2 separate regions of the Mus musculus genome follow, and region 1 is linked to region 2. Evidence: chromatin contacts called from public targeted proximity ligation data. All regions are on one chromosome and are shown on one strand. The core of a region is the stretch at or near the end of the contact, and the rest is flanking DNA. Distances in the headings are between cores, read along the strand shown. Region 1 overlaps Gm50212 (a long non-coding RNA gene). Region 2 overlaps Trpm6 (transient receptor potential cation channel, subfamily M, member 6).

What was found.
Region 1: a contact with region 2 is called in a targeted proximity ligation map of astrocytes, with 2.7 times the contacts expected there. A contact is called at or near these places in 1 of 484 Hi-C or Micro-C datasets (cortical neurons) and 2 of 130 datasets of targeted methods (astrocytes and stem cell-derived neural progenitor cells).

Annotation. Positions count from the first base shown.
Region 1 is chr19:19,244,785-19,251,438 of GRCm38.p6, reverse strand. Gm50212 (a long non-coding RNA gene) reads left to right here. Exons shown (of 3, transcript XR_003952876.1): 2 at 5,664-5,758. Among named protein-coding and RNA genes, the nearest start is that of Gm25437, 28 kb to the left of the region's middle.
Region 2 is chr19:18,869,451-18,876,683 of GRCm38.p6, reverse strand. Trpm6 (transient receptor potential cation channel, subfamily M, member 6) reads right to left here. Exons shown (of 39, transcript NM_153417.2): 31 at 6,159-6,184; 32 at 4,422-4,472; 33 at 2,790-2,855; 34 at 562-848. Among named protein-coding and RNA genes, the nearest start is that of Gm41814, 120 kb to the right of the region's middle.

The DNA.
Region 1 (6,654 bases), core at 3,264-5,763, 370 kb before region 2:
TTAAAGCCTGTATTATTCTAAATAAAGAAAAACTCAAAGCAATCCCAGTAAAATTGGGAACAAGATAGAGCTTACCACTTTCTCCACTTCCTTTCAAGATAGTGCTTGAAACTCCAGCTGGAGAAATAAAGCGAGAGATATAAATAGGACAAGAAGAAGTCAAATATGTCAATTTCCGATGACATGTTTTACATAAAATATCCCAAAAATTCTACCAGAAAACTTCTAGAAGCAATCAACAAACTCAGTAAAAGTAGCAAGATACAAAATACCCTTGCAAATATCAATAGCCTTTCTATATGTCACTAACTACAAAAACAGATTATAGACATGGTCCCAGTTACTGTAGCATCAAATAAAATAAAATATTTTGGAATAAACCTAACCAAGGAGGTTAAAGACACCTACAAGGAAAAAAAATCAATCTATGAAAAAAGAAATTGAGTAGGAAGGCATTAAAAAATGGAAAGGCACCCCAAGTTCATGGAATATAAAATTAATATTTTGAACATAACCATACTACCAAAAGCAATTTATAGATTCAATGGAATCCCATCAAAATATGCACAATATAGAGTAATAAATGCCCCAGTGTCATGCGTGAAAAATTACCTTTAGAAATGTTTATAAGAAAAGCCCAAGTGGCCCCTAAACCATTATAGACTCTGGTTGCTGCTCCTTTTTGCCCCTCATAGGTTGAGAACACAGCATACGTAGGATACAGGGTTCAAATTATTCAGTTTGGATCTGACCTAAAAAGCTATTTCCTAGAGTCTAGTTTCCATGGTATCAAGAGATACTAAACTGTCAAGGAAGAAAAGTGATTGATTGGTGATTCTACAACAGCCTTGAACTACAGCAATGACCACCATGGTAAGAATTCCAGAAAACTGGAATAAGAGGCACTCAGATATTGTTGGTAACCTACAACTATCTAATTGGACATAAGACCAACTCAATAGGAAGAAAAATATACTAGAAACTGGGCCAATTTTATGGAGCTAGTTAGATCTTTGAAAAGAATCTACTACCACTACTTTGCCAGACAACGTAATTCCTAACTACATTTAAACTCTTTATCTTTAGACCAACAGATAAGTATAGCTGTCACCTTCATTGAAGAAGCTTCCTTTTATAGCAAATAGAGACCATCACAGAAAACAACTATATTCAATGTAGATACCAATGGATTGTGGGAAGACCAGTCCCAATAGACACATCTATATAGTACATCTCCTGTATCTCTGTCTCAGACAACATCACAAAAGATGATACAGAAAGATTATGAGAGCCAGAATATCAGGAACTCTGCTACAAAATTGTCTTTTACAGAAATAGCTACCTAACAAGGTCTGAGCAATGACAATATCAATAAACATGCAGAGCATAAAGAAAGAGCTCCCAGGGTGGTTATCTGAACATTGTTACATTGCCCTGAATCCTGATAGACAGAAAATCAACAGAAGTGTGCCCTCACAAGGAGACTAGCCATAAAATTCCCAGTGCTATGACATACCAGTCACAGTCTATCATGTCACTCCCCTGAGAAAGGTGACCTTGAACCTATGGAGGATTAATGGGTCATTACCCAACCCAACATCCTTACTCTATTCAGAGTCTTTTTGATCAGTCCACTGGTATCTACCATCCTCCCACCAAAATAAAGTTGCCAAAGAGAGATAAATGATATGCTCAAATTGACAGACATAAGGTAAAAATTAAAGGTATCCAGAACATTCCTGCTCAGAACAATGCCAACCGAGTTGATCACCTTCATGGCACATGGCTGACAAGGTGCTAAGCTCTGCTCCACGTAGTCCTCATACCTTGTCTTAGAAAATATCATTAAAAATAACAAAATGGAATATTATTTTGGCATGGGGTCTCTGTAATAACTGTCTTGTGCAGGAAGGCATTTGCTGCTCCAACAGCCTGCAGTCATTCTGATGTGACTAGCTCATGCTTAAATGGTACATTCTTCCCAAAGGCAACAGCTGTTGGAGTTTTCTAGTTGGGCTGTTTGCTGTCTGCAAACAAAGTTCCCATCAAGTGGAAGATTCTAAGTGTATTTTTCCAAGAGGTTTGCATTCATTTAAAATTTTCTCCTGGCCTTTTTCCCACAAGATTTGGGGCTGTTATAGAGACATGCTATGGAAATTTTCTCCTCTCAACAGATGCCACCATTAAGTAGGATGCAAATTTCTAGATTTAAAAGAGAGATTGGATCACAGCACACAGTCGGGTCTTGTTACTTGAGTCTGTAAACAATCAGCCTTCTTTATTATTTAATCATCAGAAAGAGCTTTTTTTCCTTTCATGTAAAAGAAGATGAACCTTAGAATAAGAATTTGATGGCATAAAATAACCTAAAATGTTGGGTCAGGACTAATCTGAAAATGTCATGTTTTCGTCCTTTACAGAAGGGAACTAAAATAAACCTTAATGGAGCCTCTTCAACATAAACAGTGAGGAGCAGAAATTAAGATTGCAGTTTGGAAAGGCATGAGCCTTAATGAAAGTGTGTGCAGCATGCTTGATTGCTGACTAGTCTCTGTCCCCTGGTATGCTCTCTGACCTCTTCAGGAAATCGATGTCTCCCTCTGCTCCTTCACTTTTCCATATGACACAAATGTCAGGACAGCCTGAGAAATTGCAAACAACTACAATGATGTGAGGAAAAACAGGATAGTCTCATTGAGCATATTTGCATATCTTGCATGTTTGGTGGGGTAGAAACACATACTTCCATTTCTTCCCTGCCTTTCCTTCAAAAAATCCAGTTCAAAGGATAGAACAAAGATGAAGTAACATGTCAGACCTATGAGATGCAAGTCTGTTTCAGAGATCCTGGCAACATTTATTCTACATTGTCTAGAGCAGAAAGCAACAGTAGCTGCACTCAGAACACCAGCATGTTATTTACTAGCCTGGGGTCTGATGAAATGAATTAAAGTATTCTTTGGGTTATCACTGGAAAATACAATAAGAAGTAAATGGTGGATTACTTCTCAGCAAATATCTTCTCTATGAATTCCCCTATACCCTCTTCTTCACCTGTTAGAGATAAATAAAATGAAGTCAGATTTGTAGAAATGGTAATAGATTTGGGCTTTTAGCTCTTGGTTAAGTTCAGCACTAGAATTTGAATTTGAAGTTACCCAGGCCAAAACTTGGTTTATGTGATGAAGCAGGTGATATTCTTAGTTGATAAAATGATTCAAATTAGTACTCTAGAGTGAGTATGTTGAATTTAATTTTTAGTTATTGTACAAGTGCGTGTGCCCTTAGTGATCAAACCAAAGTGCTTAATCATACATATGACCAAGCTGAGTTAAATGATCCAGTTCCTTGCTGAATTTCTCATCTAGGTAGAAGACTGATAAGAGTCTTAAGTTCCTCATTCAAAGCTGTCCTACACAATATATATATATGTATATATATGTATATATACATATGTATGTATATATATATATATATATATATATGTATATATATATATATATATATGAATCTGAACAGTAAGATACTTCTTTTTCACTGTAGGTTCTGGAAGCTTCCTCCACAATTGATGTCTTCTTTTATGCATTTGAGACAAATGAATATATTGTTCCAAAAAAAAAAAAAAGAGATTTGCTTACAAAAGATTTCCGTCAAGGACAAGAAGCCTACCATGAATGAAAATGTTCCATTGTCCCAATCCTATGGTAGTCTCTACTGAAATTATCTATGCTACGTTTCATTTCTTTTGCATAGGATATAAATTAAGATGCCGATTTCATACTTAAATTTTTGTATTAGAAACCTAAGTGTGTTGGTGAAGGGGTTCCATCTGCTACTAACTAGCTTGATGATTTTAAAGAAAGTATTTCATGGCTATGTGCCTTGGTTTCCTCCTCTACAAAATGAACTGTAGCTATATCCACCTGCCATCTGTGGAACGCAAGACCATCATTAATGTGAAAATGGCTTGTGGAATTAAATCATTTGGGTGGGACAATGATGGTGACGACACTGATGATGAATATACCAGGACTTTGTAGGTGCTGTGGTTGACTCAGTAGGATTGCCAATCTTAGGATCGAGCCATTTATTTCTCAGACACTGAGCTGCCTGTATCACTCCCTGAGTCATATTTGACTCACAGCTAGATTTTATATGTTGCTTCCTGGTTATTAGGGGCTAGAATCTGCCTTAACTACTAGATTTCTCTGATCACTGTTACAGCTTCCCATTGCCACCCCCACCCCTTATCCATCCAGTGTGAACTGGTCCTCTGTTGTAGCCTCTTGAAAGTCCATGAAGCCCAGACTGGATTTCCATGGATACAAGCAAACCTTTTGTCTTGCTCTGTTTACATTTCTCTTTGAGCAATCAACCTCAATTGACAGGATGCCTGCTAACGGCCTCCTCCCCCTCCTAACTCTTCCACAAAGGGTGCTGAGGTAAGAGATGACATAAAGACAGGATTTGGTTGCACAGAACTCTGGAATTGTGCTTTGTAAAGAGGCTGAGTCACCTATTTACATTTGTTGAAAGGACTGAAAGTACAAGCAAAAGTGCTGCCCATTTATGAGTCAGCTCTGCTCTCTCACTCGTGGGCATAAAAACTCTGGAAACAGGAATTGACCTGTGACGTGAAACAATGCGTGAGTAGAGAGTATTTTGTGTCATGAGTCTACCGATTCAGGGCAGAAAGAAAAATGATCAACCCTACCTCCTGAAAAGACACGTTTTCCATTTTCATCCCCTTCTAATTTTTATCCACGTGAAGTGCCTAGAGCTGTTAAATCAAATTCTTACTACTGTCAAGTGTCCAGCAGACTTGCTGGGAAGTCTGAATAACATCAGAATAAAGGCACTGGCTTTTGCTCAAGTCACTGTGGCTTCAGGTTTGAATTTAGGTAAATAATCAGGCTCTTTTCCTTTCATAAATAAATACTTGACTTCAGAAGTAGGAGTGAGTTGACAAAGTTATCTTTTCTCTGAAAACAATTTCCAAAATTCATATGTTGACAATTTGATTTCAGATCAGACATGAACACCTCTTCTACATCATGTGGACATAGGTTTGAGGCTGACAAGCTCCAGGGAGCTGAGCTGCCCTGGGGATTCTTGGTGTGGTGTTCTTCCATGTAATTTGAGGGACTGAACAATTTGTAAACCTTATCACTATAGACTACATTAATACCTCTGAAGTAAATTACACATTGAAAATATTTTTTCTGTTATATTTCTTCAAAGTTTACTAAAAATGCCTTTAGTTAGCACTTCTTAAATTTTATCCAAGAACTGCCCTTTAATTTCTTGATATATAGTCAATGTTTGGGGATTTTATTTTATTTTATTTTTTTGGTTTTTTGGGGGATTGCTTGTTTGCTTTTGGTTTGCCTTTCTTTTTTTTTCTTTGCAGTGGAAATAACCACCAGCTTCTAAAACAGAGAAAATTACATCCATCCCCCCTGTCTCTCACCTGCACTTTTGTTTCCTGCAATCAAAGATTCCTTACTTAAAAACCTATCAGCAATAAAATTCCTATTGACTAAAGTCTCTGCCATGATTTTTGTTCATGATTATCTTGCAAAGTTAGCCACACTACAGAACCAAATGCATGCATGTAGGAACTTACCTTGTGAACTTTGGCTCATGCCTGCATTGGTCCTCAGTTTGCTTACAGACACTTGCTTTGCGGCCTCTGATGGAATGACACCTCCTACCACTGCATCCTGGAACTTCAGTGTGCTTATCACAACCAGCACAGGTGACATGATGGAGTTGGCTAGTCTCTGGAGAAGATCTCAATAAGTAAGGAGTCTCAGGTTGTAATTATCCAGGAGGAGGAAGCTGTAGTTGCTAATGTTTGTATACAACTTCAAGTCTGGCCCATACGGGAAAATGCTTTGCCCATTTTCCCAGATTCTTAGCATCTCTTTTTTTCCATTTTTTATTAGGTATTTAGCTCATTTACATTTCCAATGCTATACCAAAAGTCCCCCATACCCACCCACCCCCACTCCCTACCCACCCACTCCCCCTTTTTGGCCCTGGCGTTCCCCTGTACTGGGGCATATAAAGTTTGCAAGTCCAATGGGCCTCTCTTTCCAGTGATGGCCGACTAGGCCATCTTTTGATACATATGCAGCTAGAGTCAAGAGCTCTGGGGTACTGGTTAGTTCATAATGTTGTTCTGCCTATAGGGTTGCAGATCCCTTTAGCTCCTTGGCTACTTTCTCTAGCTCCTCCATTGGGAGCCCTGTGATCCATCCATTAGCTGATTGTGAGCATCCACTTCTGTGTTTGCTAGGCCCCGGCATAGTCTCACAAGAGACAGCTACATCTGGGTCCTTTCGATAAAATCTTGCTAGTGTATGCAATGGTGTCAGCGTTTGGATGCTGATTATGGGGTGGATCCCTGGATAAAGAAGGACACATGCTCCACTATGTTCATAGCAGCCTTATTTATAATAGCCAGAAGCTGGAAAAACCCAGATGCCCCTCAACAGAGGAATGAATACAGAAAATGTGGTACATCTACACAATGGAGTACTACTCAGCTATTAAAAACAATGAATTTATGAAATTCCTAGCCAAGTGGATGGACCTGGAGGGCATCATCCTCAGTGAGGTAACACATTCACAAAGGAACTCACACAATAT
Region 2 (7,233 bases), core at 1,569-4,068:
ACCAAATGCATATGTGATCAATGTCAGTTACTCGTATAATTCTAGGAAAAGACATGAGTTTGGGACAGTATCAGAGGACATGGGAGAAGTTGGAGAGGGAGACAGAAGTGGCAATGTTGTAAATACAGCATTTATTAAATTCCCAAAAAATTTAAATAATTGTTCACTAACATACATAGTCTTGCTTATAAAAGATCTTTATATCAGCCTGTATAACTATGGAAGGAAGAACCCAAAAAGCACCATTGGAGAACTTTCCCATGGGTCTGGTATTTCTAATGTCTAATGGGCTGAGAAGAGGTTAATAGGAATTCTTCTTATAATGAAGAGGCACAGTGCCAGGTTTCTAGACTGCCCAACATTTAATATTATTTACCTTCTACCACTCTACCCACAAAGCAAATGTCCTTTACAACAAAAATAAAAAAAACTACCACCTTCCAAAACTAAAAGACTCTTTTTCAGTTGAGGAAAATCCATCTTAGATAAAGATGTAGCCAAAGACCTCTGTGTTGTTATGTTCTCCTTTCTGGGATCTCGGTATCTAAGGTTCTGGCTTACCCTAAGGCAAAGATGAAGCACAGTGCTCTCCTGGAAGATTTTATACCACGTCTGCACAACCTCGGGGAGAAAAGACTTCACAATGAAAACCTGCCCAGGCTTGAGAACATCATCCTCAGACCAGGTGCTGATAACTCGCATGGCTTTGCGGAGACCCCCATCCATTTCCTCTTGTGACAGCACCTGAATCATGGCAGCTCTGCCATGCTGCGACCAAGAGGACATGCTCTTATCCAGGGTCAGAGGAGAACTTTCTTCAAGCTTGTAGATGGTCACTTCCTCTCCTGCTGCAATAAGAAGTGAAAGCCAGTTAAATAAAATACGGGGTCTGGAGTGTGCTTGGTGCCCTGAAGATCAACTCAGAATCTGTTCAGCTGTGTCTGTCATCAAAGGAGGGTACAGCTAGCAGGAGCTAGAGCAGAGTCAAGGTACAAATTGGCCTGACTTGCCCTCCAGTGAAGGTGGGGAGGGTAAGGAGGAATAAACCATCAAATGGCATATAAGAATTAAGTTGTACTTACTATAAACTAACTAGTTATCGGTATTAAAAGCAGTATAAATATGTCAGCATTGTTAGACTTTTTATTGGAGACATGATTTGCTTTATAATTAAGGCTAACCTAGCTAGCAATCATTACATATCACAGACTAGCTCCAAATCTTTGGTCCGTTTGCCCTACCTCCTGAGTGGTGAGATTATAGGCATGTGATAATGACACCCTGGCTTGAGACAAATATATCTATGGAAACAATTTAACCTGTATTTATTCATTACTAGCCCCCTAAGGAGCAAGCAGTTTTACAACTATCCTTCATATAATATACACATATCTATATGTTTATCCATGCTTTTATACATAAACAACATGATGGATTTTGTTTTCTGGGTGTGGTTTTGCTTGTTTCTCCTGCTCTGCAAAGGGTAATTTTACTTCACCAATAATGCATGTTTTTACCCAGTGGAAGTCACTCGATTGCAAGTTCATACCCTGAGCTTTTGAGCTTGTCAGCAAGCTACTGAAACCCTCCATTTCCTCCTCAGCAAGAATGAATGATAACATTTGTTTCAGTGGTTTGCTGTACAGATTACATATGTCATCAGGCTTAGAGCAAGCTAGGACCTCAGGAACAGACTTAGCCCCACTTAAAAATACTGAATCCATAAAACACTGCTCTCACTTTAAGCTTAGAGAACAGAAAGGGCTCACCCCTGGGCTTGGGTATCTTATTGCTGCATAAGAGGAGTAACAATCCACACAGAAGTTCTCTCTCGGTTGTAGCCCATTGCTTATACCTTTTATACCTTCCTTATATCTTTACTTCAGATATCCCCTATGTTATTATTATTGTTTGCCTCCTTGTTTGTTTTCTGTGAACACCATATGAAGTTACCAAATCTATTCTCTCAACCTCATATCTAGTTCCTTATCAATTCTGGAGACTGTGTGGTATATTCTCAAATGTTTATTCTTGATGCTCAAAGTAAACACCACTGAAGAGCTCTTTGGAGTCCTAATTCCTTTAGGACTTTAGAGAAGAGCTATTGATTTGCAAAATGAACCATGGAGCCAAGAGGAAGAAGAAATCGTCTGCATAAACAATCAGTAGCCAACCTGGTCTTTCCCCCATTGGAACAGTGAGAAGAGACTGAGGAGGGAAGGCAGTGTAGGGACCTTTGTTACACTGTCAACTGTGCTTCATTCTGCTAGGCAGAAAACCTCGGGTACCCTTGGCTAACTCGAACTTGCTTCTCTTTACTTCTCCAGATTTTAAAAGCTACATTTGCAGTCGGAGGAAAGAGCAATCCACGGATGTGAAACAAAACAAACAAATATAAAACAACAAACAAAGGATTTCTCTTCCCATGCCTGTCAGCTTTCAGCATACTGACATGCCGTGCTTTCTTCTGTGTTCATTATATAAGGTTGGTTTGTTCTTTTCTTCCCGATGCGTGTGTCCGGCCTCAAATCATTGAATGCCAGGTGCAGGATCACGCTTGCTTCCCAACCGCTGACCCATGGAGGTCCCAGCCCCACAGGCTCAGCTTCTGACCCTAAATGCTGCCCACAGTAGTTAACAATCTCTACTTTGGGAAGTGAATCTCCTTAATCTACAACGTGGACAAAATAAAATTTGTGAGTCAAACGAGGCACATGGTGTCTTTTCTGTTGCACGCTGACATTCAGTCTACCCTTGCCTAGCCTCGAGAGGAGGGAGATGTTACTCACTGAACAGCTGGATTGGTGTAAACGGTATGGTCTGAGACAGTCTCATTAAATTATTCCTTTCAATGGCTGCAAACAAAAACAGATTGACTACTTTAGGACTGTATCAACAATTAAACCTACAGAAAGCCACACACACAAGAATACACATGAATTCCAGAATATTTCATTTCAAGCATCCTTTATTTTTTCCCACTAGCAAAAACTATTATATATAATAGTTTTAAATATAAAGTGCACCTTAAATCAAAAGGATATCTTAGTCTTAGAAAACTTTTATATGAGGTTATATAACATGGTCTATGAAGGGGCTATCTCTTTTCTCTCCCAATAACAAATGAGACACTAATTCAAATAATGTATGATTCTTTCTTATAAATGGTTTTTAATCTATGTTCCACATTCTCTAGTTTCCTTTTTCCGAAGCAAACTCAGTGCACAGTGGTCTGTGGGGACATCTACTGTTGGTTTTGTGGAGTTTGCCTTCTTTTTCCCAGAGAGGATGGAACACTAATTTTAATTAGAAGCGAGTGATCTGCATTTTCCTGCCAAGAGGCATAGCCTAACAGATCAGAGTCTGTGCAAGTTACAGTATTCCTCGCTAGAGACTCTCTACAGCTGGCAGTTAGAGTCAAAATAATAGATTACTGCTGAGCTAGAGGAGTCAGTCATAGGAGCCTAGACTGAGGAGGCAGGAATCCACAGATCCATTATTCACCACAGAGGAGAATTCAGAATAAGACAGTTTATTATGGGACCCTAAACAAATGACCTTCATATAATAAGACCAGTAATTACAGTGCTGGCAAGGTCTTGTTCACACTGAGTGTTAAACTCAGTAAAAGCCCTGTCCTTGTGTTATCTCGCCCACTGAGAGCTATGACCCTGGAGGAACCATAACGTGGCATAAGTCCAGCTGGTCTAAGTTAGTGTGCATCTCAAAACATTTGCCTCTTAATTCTCAACTAGCCCTTTGGCAGACTGTCCCTCAGAAAGAGCAAGGACAATCATTCCTACTCTCAAAGAAAGACAACTGAAGTGCTATGAAGCATTGCCTAATGACAGAGTCGAGATCCTTGGCATCTCTGCTAAATGGCATCTTTGCAAGGCACATTTGTTGGCCTTATTCTGTGGGGGGGGGGCCTCTATTCAGTGGTTATGTTCACTGAGGGATCTGGAGGGTACAAACCTACCTTTAAGAAGGACTTTCAAGTCTGCCCTTTCCCAATTCAAAATATTGGGATCAGGCTGGGGTTTAGCTCAGTGGTAGACCACTTTTCCAGCAAGGCTCTGAGTTCAAGCCCCTGAATGGCAATAAAAAAGGAACAATACGAAGAAAGATGCTCAAAACACTAAAATATATGGCTTTTGGCTAGCACTGAGCTTGCAAGGAAATTTTAGACACTAAGGGCTTCTTCTTCCAAATTTGCCAACACACATGCACATTTTTTATGTGAATTTTCTTAAATCCCAACAACTTGTTCTTTTGAGTCTAATTATTCCAGCCATTCGAGTAAATAATTTTCTGAATTGAAGCAGTGTTGACAATGTGGAGTTGATGGACGCTTATGTTTACAAGTGTAGAATCCCACACATTTTGCTCAGTTGACCCATCTGTGCACACACACTTCCTACCTGAATAATGGTGGTGAGGCTCTTGAGGGCTTTTTAAGGAGGTTGAGATCTCTGCAATCATAGAAATGATTGGCATTTTAATTACTTGGCTAGAGATAAATACATGTTTATACACTGCCTTCAACGTTACTATTAAACGGCTTAACCGGAATACCTTCCCACTATTCAGAAACGCTTGCCCAATATCCTTTCGTGCATTATTGCGCTGCTTGCTATCCTGACAGCTTCCAATCATCGGTGCAATATCTCCAAGCATATTTATATGGGGAATTGGAGAAAGACAGGTAATATTAGCCTCAAAGTATATTTCCTCTGAACCAATTACACCTCTGGGTTACAGGAGGCACACAGCTGCCCATCATGACATCCCAGAAGCATGATTCTCTGAGTTCTTTGCCAAGATGCACCTAACCATGCAAAGACAATATTAATGCCAAGTTATTAGCAGACTACATTACTGACCAAAACTAATGACAAAACATTACATCTGTGCCAGATACATAAGAAGAGGTGGCCAGTATCACATCATGGGATTTGTTAAGCTGTACCAGGACCCTGTGTTGGAAATCCAACACCTCCAGTGTTAGCTCACTCTTTTCTATCTGTTCCATCCCTAAATCATAAGGCTCAGGAGAAATCCTTTGAAATGGTTTTGCTGTTCCATGAAAATCAAAATTAAAGTGGAGAAACTTCAGTCCCTTGGCAGCAACTGCTTTACACCTACAAGAATAAACAGCAGAGTGAGCCCACGTTTAGGGAGCGCCCTGGCCCCTGATGCCGGATAAAGAATGGAGCAAGCATCCTTAAAGGTGGCATGCTGGGGACGTCAGTCAGCAGAAAAGACTTCCATTTCTGAATTCGGTCGGCAATGTAGGCTTTCAGCTCCCACTACGGGTCACTCCAGGCATGAGCGTGAATAAGATACTGTGTTCACCTTTTAGAAAAGTGCATACGGTGTGCGAGAGAGAAACATACGCAATTGTAATCACAATAGTATGCTAAGTATAAATGACGTAAAATCATTGAATACCAAGGCTGATGGATTGCCCTATTGTCACCTGGAAGATAGAAAGTCATGATCATCTGACAGTGACAAAGCTGAGTCAACGTCGCAGGATCTCCAAGACTTTAGTTACATTTATTTAACATATTTTAACTGAGCACGGACTGAATATATGCCAGACAGCACTGTACTCTGTGGAAGAGAAAGAAACAGATCACACAGAGGGCTGTTGGCTATAAGTGCAGATCCTAGTCAAGACTTTGGGCACAGAGTCTCTTTGAAACCATACAGGAGAAAGCTTCCATATGCGAGTGTGTGATTGGCTTCTTGTATGTGTGAACTATAACACTACCAATTGTTGTAGAGTCAAGATGAATCCAGGAGCTGTGCTCTCATTCAGAGAAACACCATGAAAATTACAGTCAAAACAGATTCCTCAAAGAATTCAAAGCTGAGGGCAGAGGCTTGATGGTAAAGTGCTTACCCAGAGTACCCAAGGCCCTGGGTTCAATCCTCAAAACCACAAAACCAAAACAAAACAGCACAAAAACCACACATCAGTCCTTATTTATCTGGGTGATCTCTGTTTTTATACTGAATTTCTACTTTGTCTGTATTCACAAAACAAAAGAGAATACAAAGTCAAGAGCTATACAAGTCTTACCAGAACAAGGAACTCTACCACCAGGAAAAATAAAAAAATAAAAGATAAATGTTTAAATATAAAAACTTACTGTGAACTTCATTTGGACTTCTTGTTCTGTTTGGGGAACAAATGAAAGTGCTGTTTTAAGTTTTTCAATTATCAAAACACTGAAAAATAATCTGAAATGAAATGAAGAAGATAGATAGATAGATAGATAGAGATATAGAGATATAGAGATAAAGAGATATAGAGATAGATATATAGATATATATCACAGATGTGTATGGAAGTCTCTGCTCCATCTTACCCCTATTTTACTAATAGAAAAATTTGTGGCCACACAATTATTTTCATAGAAAAAAATTAATGCCAGTAAGGCGTGTAAGCCACTTTTTATCTATGCCCCAAGCTAACTGAGAAATGGTGGTGTTAGTGGTTTTAATTAGCTGTGTGATCACACAACATACATAAGATTTAACCGTGTTTGTGTTGTTCAGGATCAATTAAACTAAAGGGTGCCTGAGCTATGCAAAGCAGATGCCTACAAATGAGTCTGAGAATGTTTCTGGACAAGCCCACAAATCAGTTTCATTAGCCCACGTGGCCCCTAAATGTTCACCGGCTGAAATTAGCTCCCTTTAAATTGTCACTTGCCCTGCTCAAGTGCACAAGTGGCCACAGGCAAGTCTGAATAAATGCATTCAAAGAATATCTCTGGTATTTAGGGTCCTTGGGGAAGAAAGTACAATTACAATTATTGTTTAATTTCATGCTGCAATAACCCACCACTCTGCATGAGCACAAACTACTGAACCTTTGAAAGAAGAAAGTCATATGTCCTATAGGTCTAGAAGCAGGCTTACATGAGGCTATGGTGGCAGTTCCCAAGAAAGGCCATGTCAGTGGAGCTGAGGACCATAGCATGGGGAGAGTTTCCTCTATTCCCATGGCCTTGTAGAAAACTAAACACACATACACACACACCAACACATTCACAGATAGACACACATTCACGTATATACATATTCACATATATACACATTCACACACAACACTCATACATGCTCAGAGTCTCCTTTTCTTTAAGATTTATTTATTTATTTTATGTATGTGAGTATACTATAGCTGTACAGATGGTTGTGAGCCTTCATGTGATTTCTGGG